Regions from separate parts of the Gossypium hirsutum genome. Here region 2 is linked to region 1. Evidence: chromatin contacts called from public Hi-C data. All regions are on one chromosome and are shown on one strand. The core of a region is the stretch at or near the end of the contact, and the rest is flanking DNA. Distances in the headings are between cores, read along the strand shown. Region 1 holds the start of LOC107948976 (IAA-amino acid hydrolase ILR1-like 1). Region 2 holds the start of LOC107899007 (two-component response regulator ARR5).

What was found. Hi-C and Micro-C count contacts between places; a contact is called where the count stands out from the background.
Region 2: a Hi-C map of leaf shows a contact between it and region 1, with 2.6 times the contacts expected there. The contact joins the promoter of LOC107899007 here to the promoter of LOC107948976 in region 1. A contact is called at or near these places in 14 of 34 Hi-C or Micro-C datasets (anther, callus, fibers and 3 more).

The regions. Positions count from the first base shown.
Region 1 is chrA04:80,191,429-80,196,062 of Gossypium_hirsutum_v2.1, reverse strand. LOC107948976 (IAA-amino acid hydrolase ILR1-like 1) reads right to left here and starts at 2,047. Exons shown (of 5, transcript XM_016883660.1): 1 at 847-2,047; 2 at 193-318. The coding sequence starts at 1,245.
Region 2 is chrA04:80,401,321-80,406,061 of Gossypium_hirsutum_v2.1, reverse strand. LOC107899007 (two-component response regulator ARR5) reads right to left here and starts at 2,173. Exons shown (of 4, transcript XM_016824595.2): 1 at 1,245-2,173; 2 at 1,059-1,144; 3 at 817-965; 4 at 188-724. The coding sequence starts at 1,407. The coding sequence ends at 412.

The DNA.
Region 1 (4,634 bases), core at 798-3,297:
AGTATATTTACCAAATAAAATTTTAGAAATAAAAAAAATTTAATCACAGTTTTGTTAGTACTTACGACTTGAATATTAAAATTAAAAGTTACTAAGTCGTAAAGTAAATATAGTGAAGAGAGCACTAGCAAAATTTGACCTTAATAATATTCTTAAAAATTGGAATGGAGTTTTGTCATAATTATGCTTGACCTGTAAAGCGCATCGCAGCTTTTGCAGTATCTTTGCTGCTCCTAGCAACATGGCAACATGGGCATCGTGGGCACAAGCATGCATTTTACCGTCTACGTTGCTTTTATGCTCCCATTCCACCAATTCCTGCATGACATAAAAATAAAATACAAAGGGCAGGGCTTTGATAGTCCGATTCGAAGGCACTCCAATTAATTCCTTTCTAGTAAAGCTGAAAACATGTCAATCTCAAGCCACAAATTTGTTTTTAAACCTTTTTCTTCTTCTTTTTTTCACTGTATAGAAAAGTACGATTTTGCTTTCCTGATCTTCTAGTATAATATAGCCCAGCAGTATTTAGCAAAACAGCGAAAACCTGTGACTATTTACTATATATCATATAATACCATAAAACACTGGTTTCTTTCAAAGGGCTAATGATTATTGGTTGTTTAACAACTAAAATTCTTTTAAAACACTGTTGATCATGGTATTACACCAAGGGAATACCACTCAAGAATCGAATTTCAAACCCCAATGAGTCCATACTTCATGAGTGAACAGTAACATTTTTTTTCCAGGAAACCCTTGTGTTAGATTTTCTTAAAGGAAAGGCAAAAAGTGAAGAAAGTTGAAGAATAATAATAATAAACAAGAAAAGAAAAAAAATCAGACCTGAATAGGTAAAGCATCCATATCAGCTCTGAGAGCAGCAAAGGGAGGAGAACCAGAGCCAATTTTAGCGACAACACCTGTGGTAGCCACAGGCCAACGATAAGGAACACCAAGCAGATCAAGTTCATGCCTAATGAGCTGGCTGGTATCAACTTCTTCATAAGCTAGTTCAGGGTACTGGTGTATCTTCCTCCGTATTCGTTTCATCCAATCCACAGTTTCTAGATCATTAGCCAGGCTAAGTATCTGGTCTTTGATGGAAACGTTTGGACTAGCTGTTGCTGTTGTTGGGGTGAAAGAAGTGAAACAATCTTCATTGCAAGAGAAGCAGAGGGGAGATAGGGTTACGCAGATTAAGAAGATGTGTTGAGGAATGTGCTGCAGGGTCTTCGTGGCCATGGCCGAGGCTAAATTAGGCTGTATACGAGCGAGATAGTGATATATAAAACGGGGTGGGTGGTTAAGAATAGTGGGAATTCATTTGATATTTTTTATAGATTTACTCTTTGACGTATTTACAGTAAATTTATTGTAGATTTTATCTTTTGTAGGCGCTGCATAGTTTCCTTTATTTTAACCTTTTAATGCAATGGGCAAATACCACCCATTTACAGTTTCTTGGAAGGACACTCATTCAGAGTTGGTCGGGCCTTGCGTCACTATCTAATCTAATAAATTTCATATTCTCCACGTTTTCTATTTCCACAAAGTCTGTTAAATTCCCTTTCCCTCCTCTCCTATTTATTTTTCTTTATTGATTGTAAAATTATTACAAAGAAAAAATGGAAAGATACTAGTTACAATGGAAAGCCCATTAGAAAATACAATTAAGAAACACTATGAATGTTTGACAAATTGTCAAGTTATACCATAAAAGAGCAAACTATACTTGCATCAGGCTTCCAGCCACAACCTAAAGGAGATCAAAACAGGACTCAAGCCATACCACGGACAAACCTAACTTGTCAGGAAATAGGCAGACAGCAAACAAAGTGAACAAGCCACCTTGAATCGTTCAGCCTCTTTTTAGGTCATTGCTCCGATGGCATAGAAACAACATTACTGCCATGTAACAACAGATGTGCTAAGAACATATCAACCAAAAACGAGTTGCAAAGGACTTGAAAAAACAAAACGCAAAAGATTTGATAAACACAAGCGTCTATGACTCGAGAAAACCTCCTCAAGGGAGGGTCCAAAGAAAAACCTTGGACACCATTATTTTGCCAAGAAAACATAGTCCTCTTATGCTGGAAAATGAGTGGCCAGCAAAGGAGGACAAAAAAATGGTGGTGGAAGACGAGGTGGAGAAAAAAACAGGAGGGCTTAAGGGAAAGGAAAGAAAGGGTGGGAGGGTGGGTGGGGGTGGGAATTAGGGGTGAGCGATTCAATCAAATCGAGTGAAAAAATTTTGAGTTAATTGAGTTGACGAGACCTATTTTATCATCTTATCTTGATTTGAAATTTCTTTGAATCGAGTCGAGTGAAATGAAATTCGAGTTGAGTTGAATCAAATGAAATTTTTCGAGTTAAATTTAAAAATTAAACATGTCAAATTAAAATATTATTACAATATAATAATTCCATGTTAGAGCATATAAATTTAAAACTATATGTATTTGAAAAAAAATTCAAAACAAAATAATAAGAATAACTCAATTCGATTAACTCAAAATTCAATTTTTTTCGATTTTTAATTGACTCGAGTTTTTCTCACCCTTAGTGGAGACCAAGGAGCAGCACCACCATTTCGGAAAAGTGTTGGTCGGCAAGAGGTGGTTATCTTCTCTTATTATTAACTGTCAAAATATAGAGATGATTTTGAAAGAATAGCTTAAATATAGGTATAAGAACAATTTTAAACCTCAATTTTTACATCTTAAGTCAATTTGGTCATTATTCTTTTTTTTTAAAAACTAAATTTGACCATTAACTTTTTAAAAAGAGTGAAATCGCGTTTTCAATAGAAATACTAATTAAAATATTAATTTTTAATGATATTGGTGTGACAACCTTCGTGACAATCTACGTATACTTTCATGCTACATAACACTATTTGTCTTATATGTCACATCAACAAATAATTTAAAAATTATAAAATATTTAAAGAATAAAAAATTCAAAATTATAAAAAATAAAAACACGTGGATTATTATACGAGTTGTCATGTTTAAAAATTTGATGTTTTAGTTAATATTTATGCTTAAATTTTAATATTTATGAAAAGTTGATGGTCAAATTTAGCTTAATCAAATATAAGAGCTACATCAATAAAAAAATATAAATATTAAGAATTAAATTTATCATTATACTTAAAATATAATATAAAAAATTATATATGTATGTATATGTATCAAAGTTCATATAACCTAGATTATTAAGTTGTTACAATTTATAAAAAAAATTAATTTATATTTCATACTTTTATTAATATGTAAATCTATATTAGCAACGTTTTGATCTAGATACATGATTTTGGGGGCTAGTTATAAGTAGAAATGACAAAATCCAAGTCACCTCACTAACACTAATCCATTCTAAAGGAGATTTAAAGAGAAAGAAAATTGGATCCACACGGTTAAGCTGGACATAAATGCTTGCTTCGCTTTGTCACATTTCAACTTTTAAAATTACTATTTTACCTATTCTATTTTTCTGCGTATTTTTTATTTTATATTCTTAGTATATATACTAAAATCATAGGTACGTTTGTTAACCTGAACCGGTTGCTAAACCTACAAAGTGCAAAAGACCAAGTAACAAAGCATGAGTAAAAAACTATGATAAGCACAATGGACAAAGGGAAAAGTAAAGTTTTTTTACGCAGTTCAATTTCCTTATATTTACGGAGCCTAGCTCAATAAGAAGAATCCACTATTATTGAAGTGAGCAATGCAATCAGGGCTCGAAGAAGTTTTCATTAAGGAAGGCACATCTGAACAGTTTTCAGCCTTTACGAAGAATATGCTGGAGAAATCTTGATTTAAAAACGATTTTCTTGCACAGCGAAAAATTAAAATTTTAAAAATCGACCCGATTTGTGATATTTATGGCAATAAACCTTAACCAAATTCGTATTTGTGTTTTCGACTTAGTGGACATTCGTTGTTCCCAGCTTTCAACTAAATGATTTTCTTCACTATTCTCGTACCATGAACTACTTCGAGTGTAGGCTCGAACCAATTGAATCGAAACACAAAACTAGAAAAAGTTTTCTCTCCTTTTGGAGTGAAAACGAAAATTTTCTCTTCTTAATAGAAATCGATAAAATTGTTATTCTAGAAAAATATATGTAATAGTTGAGAATAAATTCTCTTAGTTTTTCGACAAAATAACAATATCTCAAAGTTTTGTTAATAGCTATACTGGTGTTATCTATTTATAGGAAGATAAGGTAGAAACGATTGTTGAGCTGTAATGGTTTATTTCAAAAAAAAATAACATCCTATTTAGAATAGGACTAGGGTGGACGGCACACCCTAATATTCCTACAAGGGTTGTCCCCCCTTCAAGTCCATGAGGGGTTTTTGGGCCTCTCTCACATCGAGTCCAGTTACAAGTACTTTCTGGGCCTTTTTTTGACTCGGTACTCTATAATGTGATCCAACCCGATTTAGTTTTTCTATTTCCCAAAATAAACTTTAATATTTATATATAAAACAATTTTCTCATCCCTATTTTACCCCAAAAAAATTTTGACGATTTTACACCTAGTAAAATTTCAAGAAAATTATTCAATATTTCACAACTCAACATGTTCACAATGACCAAATGATTTATTTTCATTT
Region 2 (4,741 bases), core at 924-3,423, 210 kb before region 1:
ATTCTTCTTTTTTATCTACTAGATCTAATTCATTAAATATTTCATCTAATGAAAAAATAATAATCCCCTAGAGATTTAGATCATAAATAGATAACAAAATATTAAATAAATTAATCAGAGTCATCCATTCCAATCCAAACCCAAAAGAAATTGGCCTCAAATATATGTAAAAAAAGAAGAATAAATATAATTTAATCTGAGTTAGTAATTGGAATCCCATTTTGTTACATTATATAAATATAATTAACAGAAAGTACAAAAACTTAGAAAGAAGAAGAAAAGGGAGCTTTGATTAATTTGCAAAGCGCAACAAAAACCGTCAAAAAATATTAACGGGAGAATTGCAGGGAGGGGTTTGGTCTAGTCTTCTAAAAGTTGAAATCCTTTTTATTAGTAGTAAAATATGCTGCTCTATTCAGAGCTTGTCATTTTCAGACGTCTGGTGGGAGAATCCAGTGTTGAAGGAGACAACGGTGCTGTTGCTGATTGAATCGAGGATGATGGTGACGATGATGCTGATGATGATAAAGTAGACGGTGGGGATGATGACAGATCGTCATCTCCTTCTCTTTGCTTTCTTTTGTTGATTCCTCTTCTTCTTGCTCTTGCTCCTTCTCTTTGTTCTCCCTCTCTTAACTCTGTGGTCGTGTAATCTATTATGCGTTTTACATCTGATAATTTCACTGGTTTCACTATAAAATCCTCTGCTCCTTCCTCTAAGCATCTGTTTATCAACAATTTCAAGATCCATTATTTTTTTTAACCCAATTTTTTTCAATGATTTAAGGCCATAAAAGTTACTTAAAAAAACAATACCTGTCGATTCGAGCTATAACGTTCTCAGATGACATGATAACAACTGGGATTTCTCTAAAAGCTGAAGATTCCTTCACCTTTTTGAGCAATTCGTAGCCGGTCATTCCAGGCATACAATAATCGGTAATAATCAGATCAACCTTCAGACCCTGAAAATCACAAAAAAAAGCTAACAAATGAGGTCAGAAAAATCAATATCTGGGAAATTTTGTGATGAAATTGCAATTATTATTAGTACTCACATCAAAACCATTCGTTTCTTTCTTTTGAATCTCCTCATCTAATCCCAGGTATTGCAAAGCTCTCCTCCCGCTATCCACTGCCGTCACTGCACAAATCCAAATCCAAACCCCCATTCGATTCAAATCCAAACTAATTAATTTAAAAAAAAAAGTCGAAGAAAAAGAAGGGAATCTGGATGAACAAACCTTTACAAGAGGAAATTCTGAGCAAGCGTTCAATGACTTTCCGATCAACGAGGCTATCATCAACGGCAAGAACATGAACTTCTTCGGTATCAGACGTAGAAAGATCGTAGCCGTCTATCTTCTCCGTCGTCCTCATCCAAGCAACGCCACCGTTCCTGGCCATCTCAGAGACAACAAAATCAAAGAGGGAGATTTCTGTAATGCAAAAAAAGGAAAAAGGGAGAGAAAAAAGAGAAGGGCTTTAATAAACAAGGCTTCCACCCCTGGTTCAATGGTCTGGCATTTTATACGGTGTAATGTTTTTTAAAAGAAAAATGGATATTAAAATATAAAATTTCTCTCGCAAATCAAATCTTTCTCACACTAAGAAATCCCCGCAATCTAATATTTTAATGCAAAAGGAGAGAGGGTTAATAGTCGCTGGGATTCGAAAATCCACTTCGGTGCCCTGCCCCCTGTCCCTTTTCACTTGCCTCTTTCCATTATTTCGTTTAAATATCGTGGTGACAGATAAGATAAATTGGTCAAAATAAAAGAAATATTATTGAGGGACGTGCCAGTGAATGGTCGGAATCGAGCAGGGAAACTGACCGGAGGTCAATGGAGGAAGGCGCCGTCAAATCCGACACATCTCCCGAACCGGCGGCATAAATAACAACAGCTTAAAAATACGTTTCTTTTCTCCCTCTTCAACCGGCTTTGAAAAGACGGATGGAATTGGACAAACAGCATCTTTACTATTTCTAGGAAGGGTGCACACAGATTTTTATTAACAATAACAAAAACATCCAATTTTTTCAAAATTAATAATTACCCTAAGTATAATATTTTAAATTAAAAATTTTATCTTCCTCGTTGCTTGTTTTTCGCAGGTACCACCCCACCTAGTGTTCTGTCCTTTACACTCCCTTTTTTGGTCTATTAATTCTTCTGTATTTATTTAATTACACGTGCTGGGTTTTAACCCTCTCAAACCAATAATGACTTTGATTCTCTTAATACACCATTAATCAACTTTGGTTTCTTTTTAATCACCTCTTCTTCTACCATTCAACCTTTATGTCTTCATGAAAATTATACTGATTTTATATCATTTTTAAATAAATTACATATAAAAATAATTTAATATATTTATTTTTTTAAATATGTATGATTGAATCAAAATTAAAATTTTATATGTATAATTGTATCAAATTTAAGTTCATGAATCAAATTGTACTTTGAATTAAAGTTTATATATAATTTTAAAGTTTATCTCTTTATATATACTTATTGAGTTAGTGTCATTAATCTACATAAGTAAAAAATTATTAAAATATTTTTATTTTTATAAAATAATAAATAATAATTTAAGGGTATTTTAAATAGTTTATTTAATGCCTGTATACCTTGTATAAATATATGATTTACCTAAAAAAAAAATTACCCACAACATGCTATAAAGCTGGTATATATTAACTTCTCTAAAAAGATAATTGAAGAAAAATGGAGTGAGATGGGTGAATATACCAAAAATGAGTAACGAGAATGTGTAAATAAGTAAGAATGAAAAGAGGGAATTAGTTAGGGAATAGAAATTAGAAATTGAAAAGAAGAATGAGAGGATAAGGACATGAAATAGAGGTGATCAAAGGGATTTAGGGAATATTAAAAACGCAGAAATGGAGTTGAAAAGGTAGCCAAAACGACAAGAGAGAGAGAGAGAAGGGAGAGATTTGGGGGAGTCGAAAACAAATCTGGGGGGTGGGGGGGACCAACAAAGCTTTTTCTAATCTTTCGGACTTTTCTTTTATGTTTTGAAAACTGCATATCAAATCTTGGAGATCGCCTTAACCTTGCCTTGAAATCAACAATCATCGGATCCGATCCGATCCTTAACTCTTACCCCGCCTTTCCTTTTTCTCGCCATTTTTTCTTCTCACGATTTGCCTTTTCTACTTTACTTTCTATTCATTCAAGTTTTATTTTCTTTCCAAATTTATTTAAGCTTCCATTCAACCTCTTTTTTAAGGTTTATTAATATATTAAAAAATCTTAAATTATTATCTTTTGTTTAAAACAAGTCAATCTACTTTTTTTTTAATTAAATAAACTCATATTTTTTATTAGTTCACCAAGCTTCATTAATAGAAAATAATATATACACAAATTTCTAGTTAAACATTGATTAGGAAAATTTGGAGTCAAATTTATTTATAAACATTGAAGAGAAGTTATAATATCTAAAAACAAATTTATTACAAAGAAAAACTCCTTTTATTATTCTCTGCTTTGATTCAAGAATTGTCTAGACTTTGATCTAAGATTAATACGGTTGCTTTAAGGGTCATCAAGACTTGACCCGTAAACTAGGTCTGGCGAGATACTTGGTTGAAAATTAGACTTCATTGAATTCAAGGGCTTTTGAGACTTGATGTTGAATCAATTATGTTCACTTCAAAGTTTGTTGAGACTTGATCTTGAAAACAGTTATAGAGAGAATTTGGATTGAAGAGTTTTTGAAACTTGATATTGGATGGTTTAGTTTGCTTCAAGGGTCATCGAGACTTTATTTTAAAAACAAGTTGTTATCTCCTTTATGTTGATGCAAAGAGGCTAACGAGAGCTTTGATCCAAAAGCATTCTAGTCTTGATCTTTGATGGAAGAATGACTTCACTTCTAGGCTTGATCTCGAAGAAAAAAATCGATCAAACAAGATAAAAAAACAACTTTCTCTAGAATGGCTATGTTGTTCTTCAAATTCTTTAGAGATTTCTTGGGATTTTGGAGAAAACTTCTAGTTATCAACATATTCTTTTCAAACTTTGATATCTAAACTCAAAGACTTGTGAACTTGTGAAACTATGTAGAATTGTTTGGTGGTGACCCTCTTTTATAGTAAAGCCAATAAAAAAAAAGATTTCATGTAGGATATAAATTCTTTATATGAGTTATCCATAAAGACTAAACTCTTTTATTTATAGTTATCTCTTATTAATTTAATTAATTAGAAATAAAATAATCATTTAAAATAATAACTTAATTATTTTAATTTAATTAGTGATCATTTATTTTTTTAATTTTTTCTTAATAATTTAAATTAATTAGAGAAAATAATTATGATATCATCATTTTCACCAATGGTAATTTCGGTCAAGGTTTTCAAAAATAGATATGATAGTTGAACCAATCAGACCATCGATTCACCCGGTTTAATTGAATAAATTATTAAAAATAAGAAAAATAGAAAATAACTTATCCAACTAATTAGTTCTTAGTTTATAGTTCAATCGGTCCAACCCCTTATTCTGGATCAATACCTCGACCGATTCTTAACCCAACCAGTTTGACTGGTTGTCCGACTCTGAAAATAATTATTTTAGCTTGATCCATGACGATTTTACCTTGACACATGACACTTTATAACTAGTTCGAAAATTTCTTTATCTACAAATAAATTACAAAAAGCTGATGAGAATTAGAATAAAACAACAACAATAACAACCAAAAAAGGAAA